Regions from separate parts of the Mus musculus genome. Here all the other regions are linked to region 1. The links are chromatin contacts, called in public ChIA-PET, HiCAR-type, HiChIP or PLAC-seq and promoter capture Hi-C maps. All regions are on one chromosome and are shown on one strand. Each heading gives the region's core, a stretch centred on a gene start, on an enhancer-like site or on the middle of the called end of the contact. The rest is flanking DNA. Distances are from core to core; before and after follow the strand shown. Region 1 holds the start of Golt1b (golgi transport 1B). Region 2 overlaps Pde3a (phosphodiesterase 3A, cGMP inhibited). Region 3 holds the start of Slco1c1 (solute carrier organic anion transporter family, member 1c1). Region 4 holds the start of Etnk1 (ethanolamine kinase 1). Region 5 holds the start of C2cd5 (C2 calcium-dependent domain containing 5). Region 6 holds the start of St8sia1 (ST8 alpha-N-acetyl-neuraminide alpha-2,8-sialyltransferase 1).

Region 1 (3,219 bases), core at 293-2,792:
GATCCAAGTTGGTTTCCAGCACCCACACCAGGCAGCTAAAAACCGTCTGTAACTATAGCTCCAGGAGGATCCTGTGACTCTGGTCCCCACATGCATGTTAAAAAAACTCATTTAAACAAGCAATTAAGATCACTCTTGTCTATATAACTACATGTTGCACTAAACTGAAACAGGTTCACAAGACTTAGTGACAGTAGGGAAAAAAGGGACACTTTTATTTCTGACTAGAACCAAAGGAGCCTGACTGGACCAATAGACAACACCCCTGGGCTAGAGAAGGTAGCTGTGCAGTCCACAGTAAGACAGAGGGGACTGCCAGGGTGTGGAGGGACTCATAAAGCACCTGTGACACTCCAGTGTGCCACAACTTGAATCTAAATCTTCAAACTCCACTTGAGAATAACTTCAAGGAAGGTTTTTGTTTCACTTCAGTGGGATGTTAGAATCTTGAAAAGCTAAGGTGAATATAGTTTGAAGAAACAAAGTTCATGGTAATGAGCAAAAGTGAGGCAAAAAGAGGTCATACCCATAAAGATATCTTTAAAAAGTAACCAGCTTGGGTAGAATTTATAAATAGAAAAATAATTAAGATTGATAAGAAAACATAGAAAAATGAAGTCACAGAGAAAACGATGGAGATAGGGATAACGCTCTGCTAGTCTGCAGAAACATTTGGCTGAGATGCTCTAATCTCTGGGGCTACAAAAAAAAAAAAAAAGGCAAGACTGAAGACTGCAAAGCTGGTCAGAATGATGAGATAGGCAGAAACAGGATGCTAAAATAGAACACGCCACGAAGTACAGAATACAACACTAATAAAGAAATCCTTTCCCAGTACAGACAGGCAGAGTCCTTCATGCTTGTAATCTCATAACTTTAGAGACCGGGGCAGGATTACAAGTGGGAAGGCTAGCACTGACACAATGAGCGCAAGGCCAGCCTCGTTAACCTACAGTGTGATCCTGGCTCCTAACCCAGAAATCTAAACCATCGAAGTCAATGCTCAGAGCACAAAGTGACTTTTTAACATTAGTAAACTTGGTTGAAACTTAAACGAGCGGAAAACCGAAGTCCTTGTTAAGGGAATTTTGGGTAGGTAGGTAACAGTGGAGTCTGATCACGGCTCTCTACGCCCCCAGCCCACCCCAGCCTTGCAGGCGCTCCGCGCGGGCGGACAGTCCCATTCCCGCCACCCCGGAAACTTGGTCCGACGGCTGTTCCGTGGGACAGAGCACGGGTGCCACCGGGGCGAAGGCGGCGGCGGCACTTGGGCCGAGGCAGGTCGGCGGTCCTCCCGTCACGGCCCCCTCCCTCCCGCGGGCCGCCGCCCCACGCGCGCTCGCTCCATTCATTGCGGGGCGGAGCAGAGGCTGAGGCGGGAGCACCGGCCAACGCTGGGGCCCGGCAGCGCTTACTCTGCGTATCCGTGAGGGAGATCATGGTGGCGGCGGCGAGGACCGCGGTGCTTCGGGGCCCACGCTGCGAAGCCTGGTCCGGAGAAGAGCCTCGGCGACGCCGCCCGGGCCCGAGCCGCCACGTCTTCCGGAAACACGCAGCCGCCGCCGCCGGGCCGCAAGGCCGCGCTCCATTGGCTGCAGCGAGACCAATAGCACGCGCTCTTGTTCGGATGTGCACCCGGACGCCGCACCACGCAGCCAATCAGAGAAGGCAATGGCTTGTGATTGGTGGAGGGGGCTGATCCGGAAGGGTGGGCGCTGCATGCCGGGCGGCGGGAAGGTTTTTACGCGCGGAGCGGCTGACAGGTTCGTGGTGGTGCCGGTTCCGGCGCGTGGGTCCGCGGCTGTCTGCTGGGCGGATAGGAGCTGGGCGTCGTCTCTGCCATCGCTTTCAGGAGCCCTGGTCGCCGCAGCTTGCGCTTCTGCCTCGTCTGTGGAGCCGGCGGGGTGGAGGGATGCGCTCAGGGTTAGCGTGCGTTTTCCTTCCGCACTGATGACAGTGGACCTGGTTCACGTTTTTTGACTGACAGACCTCTTTGTAACTTAGTTCTTGGATATATTTCGTGCTACGCTATGTTTTGCTGTGAAGTTGCCTAATTTAGGCAAGGGGTAGGTTATTGGCAGCAAAGTCCAAAAATATATATATATTTGAAGTAGTGGCAGGAAATGAACTTAGACCGAATCTCTCCTAAGCGAAGAGAAAGCGCCTGTTTTTAGGTTCCGGAAAAGGCATTTTTTTTTTTCTAGGCTGTTTACAAAAGTGAAGAGATTCAGGCTCTGCCATGATACAGGACCTTAGAGTCCATGGGCAGAATAGTATCAGTCTAGGAAGTGATAAGGAGATGTTCTCATACGTGAGGAAGGAGGAGTCTTGATTTAAACCCATCCTTAAATGTCCGTTAGTTTTGTCCTTACTCTTTAATCAGGGCTTATCTGTCTTAACAGCCATGCACAGGAAGGGTACAAATTCGATAAAGGAAACAGTTCAAGTGAGAATAGGCGGGTGCAGAATCTGTCTTTGGAGAGCACTCTTAGGTTTAGCAAATATAAAATTAAGCAATATATAACACACTTTCAAACGTTTGTTTTTTGCTTTTATGTAATGGTGACAGATTGTCATTGATTGAGCAAAAAAGTTGTTCACAACAGTTCATGAACACAATGAGGTCCTTGGCCCCTAACACAGAAAACTAAAACACCACCCCAAAAAAAAGCCTGTGTTCTGAGTACGAATGACTTTAAAATTAGCAAACTGTTGAAACTTAAATAGGCAGAAAACCTAAGTTCTTCCAAGGGAATTTTGGGCAGGTTACACGTCTACCCAAATAATTACTAAAAATACAAAATTAAGCAAAATATAACATGCTTTCTAATTTTGTTTTTATGTAATGGTAACAGATTGTCATTGAGCAAACATAACAGTTTGGGGAGTTAAATGTTCAGGCCAAGTTTTAATCTTTAAATTTTAATATAAGTCATGTTTCCTTCCACTTGTAACTGTCCCAGATTCTTTTAAGCCAAAAGAGTACTAGTGTGTACCTCACCCCCCCTCTGCAAGTGAGCAAATTTTATAGAGAAATGGAGTAAGCTCCCGCAGAAGAGAGGAGGCTCTGGAAATTATTTACTTAGAATATTAATTTCTTTTAAGTAGGCATTTAACTGTAACTCTCTAAAGCAACTGTGCAGTATACTGCCAAGTAGTTTATTTATTTGTTTATCCATTCATTTATTTACTTTTGAAAAAAATCTATCCTTATTTGTA
Region 2 (3,219 bases), core at 489-2,988, 890 kb after region 1:
TCCTGGCTCTGGATGCAATGTGACCAGCTCTCTATAGATCTTGACACTGTGACTTTCTCACAATGATGAGATGTAACCTGGAATTGTGAGATAAAATAGCGTTTCTCCCTGAGTCATTTTGGTCAGAGTATTTTATAACAGCAATAAAAATGTAACCAAGATACTATTGCTCTTAGCTTGACTGAATTGTAAGCGCAGGGACGCACCCTAACTCCTACCTCCAGATCCTGGTCTCCCTCCTCTCAGAACTTTCACTTTAGAAAGCCTCTGATTGGAAATCAGTTCTCTGATCCTTTGCAATATAGATAATATAGATAAATGTTCTAGCCTGGGGACCATCCCTTTGCAAGGTGATCATAGAGAGAAAAATGGTGATGTGACCATATATCCAATGTTCACATTAGATCTATAATTCTTTACTCCTAAAATGCTGTTAGAAATCTAATGTTAAATGGCCTTAAGGAAAGAAAAGAGCATGAAAAGATGCAAGGAAGGAAGAAGTTGCGGCCCATTCTCCATTACCAGGAAGGGAGGGAAGGAGGGAGGGAAGGAGGGAGGGAAGGAGGGAGGGAGGAGTGCGGCCCTAGCAGGCCAGGAGCTTCTAGGCGATTTTCTGTTCTCAACCACCCATTTCTTAGTTTCTGTGCTGAGATTATAAATGCTAAGCCTCACCACCACCATCTTTTCACATATTGGATTCTGGGATCAGTCTTATGTAGGGAACTTTTATGTGCTAGGCTATCCTAGTCCTAATTTGGTTCTTTTAATTGGTTTATTTGATAAAGGTGGCCTAGCCTGGCTTGCTGCCAGAGCACAGGCAATAACTCTGACAACAAGCTACTTCCTCAAAACAACAACAACAATCACTTAAATACGTCATGGCTAATATTGCTAACTTGACATGACCTAGGATCAGCAGAAAGGGCAAAGCTCTGGGCGTGTCAGTGAGGGAGCTTCCAGGTAGGAAAAATCCCTCCTAACTGTGGATGGTGCCATCCTGTGGGTGGGGGTCCCAGACTGAATAAAAAGGAGGAAGCTGGCAGGTTGGTGTCCTTGAGTTGATTTTTGTTAAGCACTTTTTGAAGGAATGGGGGCAGGGAGAAAAGTAACACAATATCCTACCTCAGTAAAGAAAGTACACGAGCATACTTTACTTTTAAAAGTAAAGGAAAATTATTTTCCTGGCCAAGCTCTCTACGCCAGTTTTGTTGTAACTGTCATGAATGTAAATGACTTGTTTGTATATGTGCGTGTGTATGGAAGCCCACTTGAGTGCGTGTATGGGCAGAGCCTGCAGAAGCAAGAAGAGGGCACTGCATTTCCTGAAACTGGGGTTACAAACAGTGCTTGCATTGTGGGTGCTGGGAACTGAACTTCGAAAGAACCTTAAATGCCATTTTTTTAGCCCCAGAATAGACTTTTTACTCAGAAGTTGGTTTGAATCACAGTAGTAGGAAACCCTCTACTGCTCACGGTGTGAGCACATTTTCAGGGAAGAAGATAACAAAAGCCCCATTTCCCCCCTTTTTCCCTTTCGAGGGGCAGGCCCCAGGAGAGCAGCTGTTCTCTGATGGCTGTTAAACATTAGCAATAAACCTCTCTGGAATTATGCTGAACCAAGTGACGTAGAAGAAAGTTTGTACCAAATAAATTTGCGTAGATTAGAATCTGCAGGTGGTCTGAAACTAGCCAGCGCTGGGAGCCAAATTATTCAGCACTGGAACCTTTTGAAAGGAGAACAAAGCGCCTTTCGTGGTGCAGACTCCAAGCACAGCTTAGTACTTCATTAGAAACCTCTTAGCTCGCCCCAGGAACCTTTCAGATTTAATTATGAGGTGGGATAAAAGCCCCCTCCCTCTGGACATCACACTGCAGCATTTTATTCTGTTTCCAGGGAGACCTCCAAGTTTTGCAAACTGCACAACTCACTCACCAGTGTCTATTTAATATTCCCCACCCCCACCCCCCACCCCCCCACCCCCGCCCCTGAAATCTAAGAACAGGCTAAATCAAAGTAAACATCCCGGCCATTATGAATTCTGTAATGAAAATTACAAAGACTTCAAAAGCAAGGGAGTAAAAAATGAAGAAACCTGGGTGCCTTCGCTGATTCTACCACCATGTCATGTTGCTTATGGTTGGCTGTCAATCTTATTTTCTCCTTTATTAAAATGAGGAAGTGCCTCACTAAATGTTATGACTCTGTTCTGTGGCTAGTGTTTAAGTCTGCTAATATCACTCCACTTTTATCATTTTGGAGGCCACAAAGGTGCTTCAGAGTCAGAATTTTGGGAGCTCAAGAAATGGACCAGTGGGTAAAGTGCTTTCTGCGCCAGTACAAGGACCTCGGCTTGATCTCCAGCATCCATGTGAAAGGATGAGCACACATCTTGTGACATGCCTCTGCAATCACAGATCTGGGGAGGTGGAAGCGGGTGGGTCTCTGGAGCTCACTGGCTACCAAGCCTAGCCAAATAAATGAACTTCAAGTTCGCAAGGAAAACCCTACCTCAAAAACTATAAGTGGACATTAACCCCTGGCCTCCACATGCACCTGTACCTTCATGCACACACATGTTCCTATACATATGCATACATGCATATACACTCAAACATGTACACCAACAGATCATACTTTTAAAGCTACAGTATCTGATTGTTGTGGCAGAGATGTTTTAAATTTCAGGGTATGGGGGCTAGTTAATTACTGAAAGCCATGTGTAACTGAATCCATAGAACTCTCAATGGATGCTCTACTAGACTTGACTAAAACAGAAAGAGCAAGGGAACAACCTATCAGTGTGGAGGTTAACATGCTAGTCCAGTATTTGGACAAAGCATTCTCCACTCAAGCTTAGATGAGCAAGCTAAGCCTGCTAAATAATGGTCTTGGAATAAATCCTTCAATTCCCCATGCCTGGGTATGTACACTACTAATGTCTTTGAGTTTAAATGGCAATCCATGAAGACTCTCATCAGAGGCTCAGTTGACAAACCTCTTTTATTATATTCCAGGGGCAAACTTCTCTTCATAAGCATAGCAGCAGGCTGACTGCTTGAATTGGAAATAAAGCAAAAGAGAAAAACTAAAAGATGAATAAATAACTCTTGAATCTCAAATCTCAGGCTCTAGGTCTGAATCCCAAAATCAATAATTTCCTTTTATAAACATCAGAGAAATAGGTTGGCAACAGAGTATCAGAGAGAAACCAAATTTTC
Region 3 (3,219 bases), core at 434-2,933, 860 kb after region 1:
AGCATGCCCGCAATATGCTTCAAGGAGGCTCCAGCTGGTGGTTATTGTGAGTCTCTCATTGCCTTGAAAGGATAGGAAGAAATGTTCAATGACATGAATGGGTAGACATCCATGGTCAAAGCCAGAGCCCACTTCTCCTCATCTGCATTTGCATAGAAGGACTAGAGCACAGTTTGGATATATCCTTTATCTCTTGGTTCACTTGATTCTATTTTTCCAAAAATTAAAGATAAGTAATAAAAAGACAGATGATAAAGTTTTCATTCAATATTTTAGGTTAAGGTATAACAGATTTTAAAAAGAACAAGCCAAGCTTTTATTTTATTTTTTTTTTATAAAAAGCTGAATTCTCTGTTTACATGGATTGGTTTCAGAATCTAGTCTTTAAAGGAGCACAGGTGGCTAAGATAGGTTAAGTTGAGTCACACAGATGCACATAGGCCCTGTGCTCTGAACCAGTGAGGAAGATGCAGCCAATCTGCATGGGCTGTAAAGAGGCCCAGAGAGGAACCCATGATCAGTTTCCCTTCTTGAACATCTCTGCACCAGCAAAGTGTTCTGACTCTGGGAGTCTTCTCTTCCAGGGGTCTTAAAAATAACCTGGGGTTTTTTTCATGAGAAGCAATGTGTCTTACACAGAATTCCAATCTCCCACCCCTAACTACAAATAATTTTAGTATCAAACTCACATATCATAAACACCACCTCTATTCAGTGTGATATATGCATATATTGTAACCTTTAAAATAATCCCAAAACTTCAACATCATCATCTTGACTTATAAAATCATTTAGTTCACAGATGTTAAGCAATCTAACAGAAACTACCCAACTAGTAAGTAACAAAGCCTAAATCTGAAAGCAGATCTGAGTTTACCTGTCATCTTTAATCAGAATCCTCTCCTATTTCACCCAGCTAACAAGGGAAGCCATTGGCTTTTACTGAAGTAGCATAGATAAGCTAAAGCCTTGCAGAAATTAGTGTCAAATTATCAACATCTGTCCTGGGAGAACAAGGCATATTGCTCACACAAATAAAAGCAGATGATTAGATAGATAGATTAGATGGATGGCTAGATAGATAGATAGATAGATAGATAGATAGATAGATAGATAGATACATAGATAGATAGATAGATAGATACATAGATACATAGATACATAGATACATAGATAGACACATAGATAGATACATAGATAGATACATAGATAGATACATAGATACATAGATACATAGATACATAGATACATAGATAGACAGATAGACAGATAAACAAGAAAAGCCAAATCCTACCTGGAGGTAGAAGTCAAAGCTGTCCAGTTCCTTTCAGAATGTTCGCAAGGGTCTGGATCACAGAGCACAGTCTGAAACAGGAAACTGAGGCAGCACCCCACAGAAGTTGTGAACAGTTCTGGCAAGTCAAGAGAGCTGGTGGGCACAGACAGGGCAGATTAGAGGAAAGAAAAGACCAAGGGTCTGATCTCACCCCTGAGCAGTCTTTCTCTTTCGTCTTTCCAGTTGGCCTCTTTTTTTCTGGCAGTCTGCAGGGAATTGGGCACCCTGGCAAGGGCACTGCCCTGCATCTCAGCTCCCAGGGCACAGAAAGAGCTGGAGCCTTTGAGCCATTTCTTTGCAATTTGCAGCAAGTTTAAGGCCACACGTGATAAAGCTTTGTTTATAGAGGAACAAGGAAAATAAAAAAAAAAAAAAAGAAAAGACCATTTGTGATTTTTACTTGCTGATCCCAGAAAACACCATTCCACAGGGGGTTGGGGGGGTGAGGAAACAGAAGCCAGGGCAGGGAAGGAAGTTAGTAACAAAGACCCCCTCCCCTTCTCCTTCCAATCAGTCTTCCAGCCAGCCAGTCCTAAGGGACATCAAGGGGCCAGGCTTGTTGTGTTGTATTTATTTGTTTGCTATTATTTTTTTAAAAAAATATCTTGGGCCAGTTCCCTGCTTTGTTTCCCTCACCATTGGGCTTCTAGAATCTGCAGGAATACTTTCAGGTCAGGATCAAAGCTCTGCAGGATCCTTCCAGGGGGAGTTCACTTTCAAAGCAAAAAAATCAATAGCTCCATCCACACACCCTATGAGCCTTGAAATTTGACAAAATAGCAATTGGATTTTTTGGCATTCAGTTACTTACACTACCTAAGCCTAAGGAAAGAGAAAGCTTTGCTCTGAGAAAAAATTCAAACCAAACCTCTTCCCAAGAGAATGATTTTAGAGGATTTGAGAAATACTGATTTTTTTTTCCCATTTTGATTCCACCAGTAAGTAAATTTGTCACCAGGATTCTCCAAGGTTCAACTTAGTCTTCCAGGGCTGTGACTCTGAGCAGGGCACCTAATCTCAAAATGTTCTGCTATTGAGCTATGTATTTGTTATTCAGAATGAGATTTCCATGGAATATCCAAAGATTAAATGATGTCATATCTACTCCGAACAAAAATCCAAAATGAGCAGACAGTGGCGCCTTTATCACAGATGTAACTTCAGCTGCCACAATGGTTACGATGAGTAGCCAGTTGTTTTCAATTTTACTTTTGCTTTTATGTATATGTGTTTCTATAAGTTTATTTGCACCACATGCATATATAACTGCCTAGTCCAGAAATGGTGTTGGATCCCCAGAAACTGGAGTCCTAAGTGGTTGTGAGCTGCTCTACGGGTACTGAACTACAACCTTCTATGGGAGCAGCCACTGCTCTTAACCACTGAGCCATCTCCATAGCCCTATTAGCCAACATTTTCATGAGTACATTTTACTGCAAAAGATAAAAGAAGAAGGAAAGAAACTTGGGCTTATCTTAAACCTTACAAAAAAGCAATGGGCTAGGAGTGGTGCTGCACTTAACCCCACCACTGAAGAGGAAACAGTAGATTTAGCTCCGTGAGTTCAAAGCCAGCCCAAGACTGTCTTAACAAAACAAAACAGAACAAAACAGAACAAAACAAAACAAAACAAAACAAAACAAAACAAAACAAAACAAAACGGAAGCACTTGTATGTAGACTCTTGTAAGACCAAGAACATTATTTTAGCAGTCAAGCTGGGACTGCCTTGCCTTCAGAAGCAGGGATCAAACATCTTTGTGTTAAATTTTTCAATATGTCCACAAGTGGTGATTGACTATCAAAGGGGGAAGGGTGCATATCAACCAAAATGACAAAGGACTTGTTTATCTTTACCAAAACAAACCAAACAAAACTTAGTTC
Region 4 (3,219 bases), core at 409-2,908, 780 kb before region 1:
AGTATACCAGGAAGCAGAACTGCCTTTAATTAGTAAGATATTTTCCAGAAATAGATTTTATTAAATTTTAAAACCCTCTCAAACAAGCAAGTGAATACACTATATTAACAGTCTAACATGAGGGCTACATACAGAGGTAGAGCACTGGCCTAGGATCCAGAGCTGCCTTTCCCAGCACTGCAAAAAATACACAAACAGATATGCTTCCATTTGAAAAGCACTTCCTTAAAGGAAATGCAATAATCTTCCAAGTTATACATAAAAATCATTTTGAATCAACTATTTCCTATATACTTGGCCAACAGGCACACCTTAAATGTCAAAGTCTTTTGTCTAACAAGTTTCTTCCCCAAAACATATGGGTCGGTCTCTTTCAGCTGCTCAGAACACTTCTAACAAGAATCGAAACTAAAACTCATAAAAGCCCCCAAGTGTCAGGAACTGCTCTGGGGCCTAGACACTACTCATGTTTTAATTATACTAAAAAAAAAATTTAGCAAAAAACTTAAATCAATAAATCCTGTATAAACCCCCAACAATGTATTGGAGTCATCAAAATGACAGACGTCTTGAATAATACAAATTACTGCTCAAATCTAAAACAATCCCAAACCGTTAAAATTTTACTAATTTGGCTTGTTTGCAAGGAAAAAGGAAATTCACCTTAGTAATCCTACAAGCTGTGCACTGAAAAAACTATAACCAATTACACCAGATAAATTGTGGGTATGGTGGATCATAACTTGCAAGTGCCTTTTTTTTTTCCTAATCCTAGCTTTTCGGGGGTAGGGGTATCCTTCTGAGAATTTTTGTCTTTAAAGCCACTGACTCACGAAAATATTCCCAGGCCACTGCTCACTCCAACCCTGAGCATTAATTCTTCTAAGACTTTACAAATTTAGAAACCTTCCAATTCAAGCCTTCCTATAACGCACGGCATAGCGTTCCCTAGCATCCTGGCGTGGGCAGCAGCAGGTCCCCGGTCATTCCGCTTTGGAAAGGAGTTGTTCTCCCGCGGCTCGGAGATGGGGATGTGGGAAGATCTCGGGCTGGATAAGGCAGGGATGGGAGGGAAGCGCAGGGGAGGGAGGGCAGCGGAGAGGACCGCGGGAGGCGGATGGGCTGCGGGGTCTGGGAGGAGAGGCATGACGAGGGCCGCGGCAGCCATCCCCGGGAGCCTCTTCAGGGGCCGGGCAGACGTCGCTGACGCGGCGGCTTCGGGAAGGAAACCCGGTGCCCGTCCGGCCTCACCTGCAGGGTCACCTCCCGGGGGTCCCAGTGCGGCCGCAGGTGCCGCAGCAGGCTCAGGGCGCCGTCGCGGCAGCGCTGCTCCTCCTGGTCCTGCACCGTCACGTCGAGCTTCGGCACCTCGGGCGAGCCGGGCGGGACGTGGATGTAATTGGCCATGGCCCAGGCGACGGCGGACACGACCACGACGACCACGGCGACGGCGACCACGAGCGCGGCGGGCGCCGGCAGGCTGCTGGACCCTTCCGTCCCGGGGCGCCCTCGGCGGAGGGCTGCGGCCGCTCGGACGCACGGGCGGGCGGCGGGGGCAACCGGGCGGCCGGACGGGGTGCGCAGTGCAGAGACGCGGAGGCACGGCCGCTCTCGGGAAGATGCCTCAGTGCGCTAGACCGCGGGCGGCCGCGAAGCATGCCGGGACTGGCCTGACGCTAGCGTCACGCCGGGGGCGGAGCCTCGGCTGCGTCAGGCGGCTGGCGGGGTGGCGAACCCCGCGGCACAATGGGCGGGCCTCGGGGCTCTTGGGGATCGGGGTCTCGGGGAGCGCGCACCGCCAGGCACTCCGCTACTGTGGGGTTGGCTGGGCTCCTGCACCCGAAGGAGTCCGAGCGCGGCCGAGCCCAGCCGGAGCGCTTACGAGCCTTGCCGAACACTGCCGAGCCCTGCCGGAGCACTGTCGAGCTTTGCCGAGCCCTACCGGGGCTCTAACGAGCCTTGCCCGAGCGCTACCGGAGCCCTACCGAATTCTGCCGAGCTCTGCCGGAGCGCTGTCGAGCTCTGCCGAGCCCTTTCGAACTCTACCGATGAGCTGTGGAGTGCTACCCAGCCCTGTCAGGAGTCAAGGAAGCGTCACCTTTCTAGATCACTAGGGTCGTGGGCTCTGCTTACTTAGGGCTGACGTTCTTACGGGACGCAGAAGGCACGTCCTGAAATAACCCTAAATTTAAGCTGTGAGCTTAGCCTGGCCTCAACCGGCCAAGCTGGATTAATTTGCTCGCCTTGTTCCTGAAGCTGTGTGCACAGAACTACATGCTTGCTTGGTTCAGCAACCCAGTTCCCTTTGACGGTACATAGAAATCACAGTATTTGGGGCAAACTTTACGTAAAGTGAGAGTAAACCGGTGACAGTGGTGTGATGACCTATACCTGTCCTAGTTCTCAGGTGCCTAAGGCAGGATTGCCACGAGTTCCAAACCAGCCGGGCTACATAGTGAGTTCCAGGTTTGCCCGGGATATACTTAGTCATCAGCCGACCGATAATAGACGACTGAAACACTCATTTTAAGGGTCAGATAGTTGACGTTGCTGAGAATTATTCAAAGCCGGTTATATAAGGTAGAGACTCGGAGGGAATTGGAAGGAAAGAAAATTAGATCTGTCATGCTAAATCATAGCGCGTCCTGGGACTCGCACGGCTACATGAAACCTCCTGTATCAGAAAGGCTCTGCTCTTTGCTTGTTAGAGAAATACTGGCAACCGGATCATCTACAAGTTTTTGGTCCGCCCTTGTGCTTTCCTTTTATGACGGAGACAATGGAGGTGACTTTCACCTTGACTTCTGGCCTCCCCGGGGCTGAGTACAAGTGAATAACTTGTGAATGATCAAATGTTGTATTACCCATTAGCACACATTTATGTTCTCATTGTTCTGAATGAGGCTACATACCTTTGTAAGTCACAAATAAGTCTGAGATAATGATAAACTTCCTACACTAAAAAGTGGGAAATCCACTCCTGCATTTTTGCAACATTGTAAATTTATTGACCATTTTCCAGACTTGAGTATGTGTTTTTAAAAACCACTATGTAGCCCAGCAGTGGTGGTGAACGCCTTTAATCCCAGCACTTGGGAGGCAGAGGCAGGCATTTCTGAGTTCGAGGCCAGCCTGGTCTACAAAGTGAGTTCCAGGACAGCCAGGGCTACACAGAGAAACCCTGTCTTGAAAAACTCAAAAAAAAAAAAAAAAAAAAAA
Region 5 (3,219 bases), core at 210-2,709, 710 kb before region 1:
ACAGGTGGGTCCAAGGAAATTATGTGAGATTGTGATCTTATTGTTACTGACAAGGATGGAAATTTCTCTAGTCCAAACAGTATGCAACAATGTATCTTTTACTTATTCTTTTTCTTCTTTTGAGCAGGACATTTTCTTTGGAAGAATTCAGTTTTGCCCATGGGCAAAATTCCTTTCTCAGGAGGACTCTTTTTGAAAGGGCGTTTCTGGTTCATTACCACTTCAAGTAATTTTTCTATCCTGTTTTAGTATTTTTGAAGTTAAAAAGACCATGCTGATATCTTCATTTAGGAATTTTCCATTCCTGATAAATTCAGTGCTGTGATTTTTTTCCCACTGGCATTTTCAGTGTTGATTTCAGTATTTACTACAGAGTGTATTGCCAATGCTGGGTTTGCCATAGTGTAGGAAGTGCTCTTGTTCCATCCTGTGTGTGGGCTTCAACCCCAATCATTTTCTGATAGTCTGAAGCAGTATCTAATACCCCACTTTGACAGGCTCATGATGTATCTAGAGTGGGGTCAATTTACAGAGACCTAGTGAGGTCTTCTTCGGGCTCATTTCTCACACTGACTACATGTACCGCTGGAGGTTCGTTTCTTGCTGACTTTTAGCCAGCACTGTAGACCTTTCCTTTAGGCGTGTGAATGCTTAATACTTAGAGAGCTGGATGTGCAGGCACAAACCCATCACCTTAGCACTTGTGACAATACACCAGGAAGACTGCCACATTCAAAGCCAGCCTGGGCTGCATACCAAGGAGAGGCCAGCAGGCAAGATGTTGCCTCAAAAAAGAAAGTTCACACTGACACACAAAGTTCACACTGACATAAGGAAGTGTGAAGTGCCATCTATAACCCAGTACACAGTACAATTGCCTGTGACTGAAATAAGTCTTTGAAGAAATAATATTTATTTTCACTAGCTGAGATGCGTGTGTGTAATTTTTTGTCCCTTTTCCTTTTTTTTTTTTTTTTTTTTTTTTTTTTTTTTTTTTTTTTCTTTTTTGAGCCAAACTTTTCGTCTGTTGCCCAGGCTGGCTAAGAACTCGATGCAATCCTCCTGCCTCCACTTTCCAAGTTCTGGGTTGACAGGTGTGCGTCCCCACACCTGACTCTAACCAGAGGATTCTTACTGAAATTCATAGAAAACCACTACTCGCATCAGTACCCCTTCCTGGTGGCCGTCTCAGGAAACACTAAAAGTAGACTCCTCTAGTATGCTTGGCAGCAGCAGTCTGTCCAAGGGCCAACAAAATGAAGCGCGGCTGGGTTGTCACCAGCGCCGGGTGCCCAGAGCGCTGGAGCGTGTCCTCAGCACGGCTCCTGCACCTAACCGACCCGAGGCTGGGTAGATGATGCAGGGCTCGACCGGTTCCCCTGCTCTCCAGCTCAGCCCCGCCCCTCTCCCATGGCCCCGCGAATTCAAATCGGCCCCGCCGCAGGGCAGAGCACCGAGAGATCGATCGCTCCCGCCCCTCGAGCCGCCATTTTTGGAAGGTGGGAGGAGAAAGGTGGGTGGGCGCGGTGCCTGCTTTGCGGGATGCTGACTGGACTTGGCGGCTCTCTGCAGCACGTCAGGGGTAGGGCAGCACGGCTGGCCGGCGCCCTTCCTCCGGCTGCTTCTCCGGAATGAGGCCTCGGTGGCCGCGCGGGACGACTCGGTTCCTGCTCAGAGCGTGAGTGCGGCGCGCGCGCCCTCCGCTGTCAGTTGGCGCGCGCTCCCGACGCCTCTCCGCGCGCCCCCGCGCCCCCCCCCCCCGGGCTCGCGCTCGCTCGCTCGCTCGGCGCAGACTCGCTTGTTTGTTTCTGCAGGAATCCTAGGAGAGGCCGAAGCCGCCGTGATGCCGGGGAAGCTGAAGGTGAAAATTGTGGCCGGTCGCCATTTGCCGGTGATGGACCGTGCCAGTGACCTGACGGATGCCTTCGTGGAGGTTGGTTCCTGGTCCTGCCCCCCAGAGCACGGGGCGCCGAGCCCTGCCCTTCCCGCGGTCCCCGGCTCCGTGGAGGGATGCCCGCCCGCCCCCAGCCCGTGAGATGTGGCCATCGGTCCTGGACACGTCCCGCTGCCAAGCTCGCGGTCAGGGCGTCGGTCCGACCACCTGCCGGTCCGAGGCGTGGCAGCGGAGACGCTCGCCACGACCTCGTTTGCGGTTAGGAGGTTAAGGGCCATTGCTGCAGCAAGTCCACGCAGCCAGCCCTCTGGGGACACCCACAGCCCCACGGTGCGACTACATCCAACCCGTACCCCAACACCGTCTGAATCATCAGTGCAAGTCACACACAACAGCAGCACTAAAGCTGCCCTTGTGTAGACTGGTAGGGAGGTGAGCTGTTTCAGGGTAATTTATTGCCTCGAGGTAGGAAGTCAATTAAGTGCCATGGGTTTCAATTGCAAAATTGCTCTTTAAGTCTAATGATTAGTTTAAAAGTCATGCAAATTAGCACAGGCCTACTGTCCGGAAGTTAATAACTCACAACCTGAAAGAAGCCAAGGAGAAATTGTAATAAAAGTTGACATAATGAGGCAGACCATTAGAGCAATAATCATTTGGGCTATTAATGCTTAGGGTTCAAAGACATATGACAGTATACTTATACTCAATATATTCTTAAACGTTCCAGAACCTAATTAACTGCAATTCACTGTATTTTTTATTTTATTTATTTTTATGGCATTTGTTGAGTTCAACTTCATCTTTTATTGAAACAAACAAACACAAACCAAACTAACCCCCCCCCCCCAAAAAAAAAAACAAAAAACAAAAAACAAAACCCAAAGCAGTTTGCTCCTGGGCCAGATGTCAACAGAGATCTAATGATAACTGAAGTTGTACTGCCTTTCAGGCAGCCTGGAGAGTAATCCACACAGCTGATATTAATATCTAATATGTATTGAGCTTCATTATTGAGATATTTGTGTTTTGTACTTTTGAATCCTTAGTTTTTACAGCAAAGCTAACTAGGAGCCATATCCTCATCTTACAGGTTAGGCAGTGGATTCCTAGGGGCAGAAATAATGTGCTTCGATGATCTACCTTGTAAATCTCCACAGCCTAGCAGCAGTCTCTTCTATTATAACTTTCCCACCTCTCTAGACAAGGTGCTGAATGTTATTTTTGAATGATGGTTGTTTGCTAGGCCCTGTGCTATTCTGGTTTAGTTGATGTATGTATAATGATGAACAAGGTGAATTTGGTTTCTGATTTTAAGGAACTTT
Region 6 (3,219 bases), core at 370-2,869, 580 kb before region 1:
TTATAGGGAGGAAAAGTGATTGATGATGTGTCTACAGCCCTCAAAGATGGCAAATGTCCCCATCTTGCCTTCCTAGAACAGAGGAAGTTTGGGGTGAGAGGGATCTTCATTTTATTTTAACATTTATTATATTTTAAAATTATGTGCCTGTAATGGTGTGGAGGTTTGTATATGTATGTGCAGGTGCCTTCAGAAGACCTCCCCTCCCCCTCCCCAGTCAGATATGTAATTGTGAGCTGCCTGCCCGCAGTGAGTGCTAGGAACTGAATACAGGTCCTCTAAAAGAGCAGCAAGCTTCTAACAGCGGCAAGAGCAGTCTTTTTTTTTTTTTTTTTTTTTTGGTTTTTCGAGACAGGGTTTCTCTGTGTAGCCCTGGCTGTCCTGGAACTCACTTTGTAGACCAGGCTGGCCTCGAACTCAGAGATCCGCCTGCCTCTGCCTCCCAAGTGCTGGGATTAAAGGCGTGCGCCACCACGCCCGGCGGTAAGAGCAGTCTTTATTTGCTTCTATCAGCGGCAAGGGCAGTCTTTATTTTAACTAACGGTATTTGGTTCCACTGGGGAGCATTGAGCAGTCTTCCTAAGAAAAGCATTGCAATGCTGGTAGAGGTTGGTTGGCACCAAAGTCTCAAGTTTCACCTCTCCCTACTGAAGGTGCTAAAAAAGACTGCAGGGCACAAACTAGTCACTGTGGGCCGTCTGGAGTGCTGCTCTTGGCTGAACAAATGGAACTGTGGCCTGAGATTTCAGTCCTGTGACGACTAAGCTAGCTGGTTTTGGAGGCTGCAGACTTTCTTCTTTGTCCTTGCACAGGATGCTTAAGCAAATAGAAGAGACTGCCGCTAGGAGGTACCCGAGCCTTTTCCGACTTCTGCTAGGGCGAGCAGAAATGGCTTACTGTGAGTCTCTCCTCTAGGCGGGTCCAGGCGGGTTGCACGTTTCCAAGGTCGTGGTTGTGATAAGCTTGCCTTTGCAGCCTTTTAAGAATAAACAGCTTTTTAGTCTACAGAGGCGTTATCTCCTCCAAGGTCTGCGGGAGAACACCAGCCACAAGCATATGAGGATGCCCCTCTGTTCTCGGAAGGGTGGAGGCAAGGTGGTGGATCCCAGTGTGCATGCATCTCCCCTTGTGCCCAGTAGCAGCAGTGTGTGTGTGTGTGTGTGTGTGTGTGTGTGTGTGTGTATGTGTGTGTGTGTGTTCGCGCGCGCGGACGTGTATGTGCGTGCCTGAGCGTGTGAGCTCGCGCCCGCGCGTGCACGCAAGTGCGTGCATGGAATCGTAGCTCAGCACGGGCTGATCTGATTAAGGGAGCCGAGGAAGGAATAAATATTCGCCAGCCTCCTCACTGCTCAGTTATAACCAATCAATTGCAGAAAGGAGAGGGAGACAGCAGCCTGGGCACAAGGTGTGCGGGTCCCCAATCTGTGCATACTCCGGGATAGACATATGCGCGTGTGCATGCACGCACCAGAGGGGCTGCTGCTCTTATTGTCTGCCTCCCTCTGCAGAGAACAAGGGCAGCGGCGAGGGGCCTGCACCCTGGGCTAGCGTCGCGGCCCCAAGCAGGTCACGGGAGGCAATTTCGCGGGTGGGGGAGGGCGGGGGAGACCTTGATTTCCACCAATCCCGGGGCGCGTGTCTGCGGAGTCCAGGGCGCAGCAGAAGGCTGCGGCGCACCGCTGAATGAACTGATGAGAGAGAGTTCTAGGTTTGCCCGTGAGGGGCGCGGAGTGAGGGTCCTGGCGGGCGCGGCCGAGGCGCCGGGGGTGGGGTAGCGGTCCCGGGCCATCGTGGAAATTTCCAAGGACTTGGTGTGGCGCGGAGAGCGCATCTGGGGGGTGCCGGGCACCGCGGCGGCGCAGGAGGCGGGGAAAGGGCGGTGCAGGGCGCAGGAGCATCTCTTTCTGGAAGGGACACAACCCATCAGACGTCCGGGAGCCAGCCGCGCCTCTTCCAGGACCCCAGCCGAGGGCGACGGTGATGCTGCAGTAAGGGCGGGAGCCACCGGCCCCACTGCTCTTAGACTCCTTCATCGCCCGCTGCCTGCAGGGAAAGAGACTAAGGCTTGTGATTTGCCCGGAGGCCACTTCCTTTAGCAAGACATCCCAGTAAAAGTTGCATTGGCGAAGATCCTTGTAGCTGACCTCTGGGGCCGTGGCGTGGGGGTTCCCCAGCCGTGCGTTTGCGAGCTGGAAAGCCAAAGGTGTGTGTGCATGGGGGGCCGGCCACTGGAGCATCCTTCACTGCCACTTTGTCCAGCGTTGTGCTGAGGGTACACTGACCCTGGGACATCGAGGCTGCGATGAGCCCCTGCGGGCGGGCCCTACATACGTCCAGAGGGGCCATGGCCATGCTAGCTCGGAAATTCCCGCGTACCCGGCTACCCGTAGGAGCCAGTGCCCTCTGTGTGGTGGTCCTCTGTTGGCTCTACATCTTCCCTGTCTACCGGCTGCCCAACGAGAAGGAGATTGTGCAAGGGGTGCTGGCACAGCGGACGGCTTGGAGGACGAACCAGACGTCAGCCAGTCTCTTCAGGTACCTACTGCTGGCCGTTGCTCCCCTCCAGCATCCCTTCCTGCTAGTGTGCAGAAGACAGGGTCGCTTGTGAGGCTTCTCTGTCCTGTGCCCTCTGTGCCGTGCCCAACCTAGAGACTTAAGTCAGGGTCTCTGTCCCATCCCTCATCCCAAGAGACGTTTCAAGGTACCTTTGCAAAATCAAGGATTTTTTTGGTCTGTCCCTAGTCTGTGTTGTATTTGCAATTGACCCATCTCTGTGGGAAGGGAGACCCAGAACAACTTAGAGACTGTTACTTTCAGAGAATTTATTTTTTAGCCTCCGTAGATGTTTGGTGCTAAAGAGAAGTAAGCTAGAAGTAGGTTAAGAAGCGTTCCGGGGCAGTTTGTAACACAAATCAACCATGCAGGAGTGATGGGCAAACCTCCAGTCACGAAACCATGAAAACTAGCCAGGCCTTCGCCGTGGCTTTGCGCAGTGTGTCCATTGCGAGTCCGGAGCACGGAACCATGACCCACTAAGGATCGGACCTGCACGATTTTTGTGTTGAAATTTCAACACATTTTTGATGACATATTTTCTCTTCTGACCAATTCTTCTGTAGAACAAGTTACTAGCCCAAGGTCATTCATTATCTACGACGAAGTCCAGGTGCCCAGGTGCTGGACTCTTTACCACTCCAAAGCACCAGTCCCCCCTTTTGT

The links. ChIA-PET counts read pairs in DNA pulled down with a chosen protein or histone mark. HiCAR-type assays count read pairs that join an accessible place to other places. HiChIP or PLAC-seq counts read pairs in DNA pulled down with a chosen protein or histone mark. Capture Hi-C pulls out chosen DNA fragments and counts their contacts.
Region 2: an H3K27ac HiChIP or PLAC-seq map of embryonic stem cells shows a contact between it and region 1, with 6 times the contacts expected there. The contact joins the enhancer-like site here to the promoter of Golt1b in region 1. A contact is called at or near these places in 4 of 39 promoter capture datasets (cranial neural crest, embryonic stem cells, hippocampal neurons and 1 more), 7 of 115 datasets of contacts at active chromatin or transcription factors (embryonic hindbrain, embryonic stem cells, large pre-B cells and 2 more) and 1 of 9 other capture datasets (embryonic stem cells).
Region 3: a contact with region 1 is called in a HiCAR-type map of astrocytes, with 3 times the contacts expected there. The contact joins the promoter of Slco1c1 here to the promoter of Golt1b in region 1. A contact is called at or near these places in 1 of 39 promoter capture datasets (hippocampal neurons) and 2 of 115 datasets of contacts at active chromatin or transcription factors (astrocytes and stem cell-derived neural progenitor cells).
Region 4: an RNA polymerase II ChIA-PET map of memory CD8 T cells shows a contact between it and region 1, with 25 read pairs. The contact joins the promoter of Etnk1 here to the promoter of Golt1b in region 1. A contact is called at or near these places in 4 of 39 promoter capture datasets (hippocampal neurons, liver and pre-B cells), 7 of 484 Hi-C or Micro-C datasets (CD4 T cells, CD8 T cells, muscle stem cells and 2 more), 8 of 115 datasets of contacts at active chromatin or transcription factors (bone marrow-derived macrophages, effector CD8 T cells, embryonic stem cells and 4 more) and 2 of 9 other capture datasets (adipose tissue and liver).
Region 5: a promoter capture Hi-C map of liver shows a contact between it and region 1, with 2.1 times the contacts expected there. The contact joins the promoter of C2cd5 here to the promoter of Golt1b in region 1. A contact is called at or near these places in 1 of 484 Hi-C or Micro-C datasets (natural killer cells), 1 of 115 datasets of contacts at active chromatin or transcription factors (astrocytes) and 1 of 9 other capture datasets (liver).
Region 6: a contact with region 1 is called in an RNA polymerase II ChIA-PET map of memory CD8 T cells, with 21 read pairs. The contact joins the promoter of St8sia1 here to the promoter of Golt1b in region 1. A contact is called at or near these places in 1 of 39 promoter capture datasets (stem cell-derived epiblast-like cells), 2 of 484 Hi-C or Micro-C datasets (CD8 T cells and embryonic stem cells) and 4 of 115 datasets of contacts at active chromatin or transcription factors (effector CD8 T cells, embryonic stem cells and memory CD8 T cells).

The regions. Positions count from the first base shown.
Region 1 is chr6:142,385,566-142,388,784 of GRCm38.p6, reverse strand. Golt1b (golgi transport 1B) reads right to left here and starts at 1,542. Exons shown (of 5, transcript NM_025872.4): 1 at 1,416-1,542. The coding sequence starts at 1,440. Recql (RecQ protein-like) reads left to right here and starts at 1,698. Exons shown (of 15, transcript NM_023042.3): 1 at 1,698-1,763.
Region 2 is chr6:141,494,295-141,497,513 of GRCm38.p6, reverse strand. The region is part of intron 15 of Pde3a (phosphodiesterase 3A, cGMP inhibited); the gene reads right to left. Among named protein-coding and RNA genes, the nearest start is that of Slco1c1, 28 kb to the left of the region's middle. Within about 2 kb of position 1,738, at least 41 of the 459 cell types and tissues checked have an H3K27ac peak or open chromatin away from gene starts, as enhancers often do. A contact at or near this core is called in embryonic stem cells and stem cell-derived neural progenitor cells, where this site is marked.
Region 3 is chr6:141,522,818-141,526,036 of GRCm38.p6, reverse strand. Slco1c1 (solute carrier organic anion transporter family, member 1c1) reads right to left here and starts at 1,683. Exons shown (of 15, transcript NM_021471.3): 1 at 1,295-1,683.
Region 4 is chr6:143,165,669-143,168,887 of GRCm38.p6, reverse strand. Etnk1 (ethanolamine kinase 1) reads right to left here and starts at 1,658. Exons shown (of 8, transcript NM_029250.2): 1 at 1,252-1,658. The coding sequence starts at 1,407.
Region 5 is chr6:143,098,392-143,101,610 of GRCm38.p6, reverse strand. C2cd5 (C2 calcium-dependent domain containing 5) reads left to right here and starts at 1,459. Exons shown (of 29, transcript NM_001362113.1): 1 at 1,459-1,678; 2 at 1,815-1,933. The coding sequence starts at 1,844.
Region 6 is chr6:142,962,852-142,966,070 of GRCm38.p6, reverse strand. It overlaps St8sia1 (ST8 alpha-N-acetyl-neuraminide alpha-2,8-sialyltransferase 1), which reads left to right and starts at 1,619. Exons shown (of 5, transcript NM_011374.2): 1 at 1,619-2,535. The coding sequence starts at 2,303.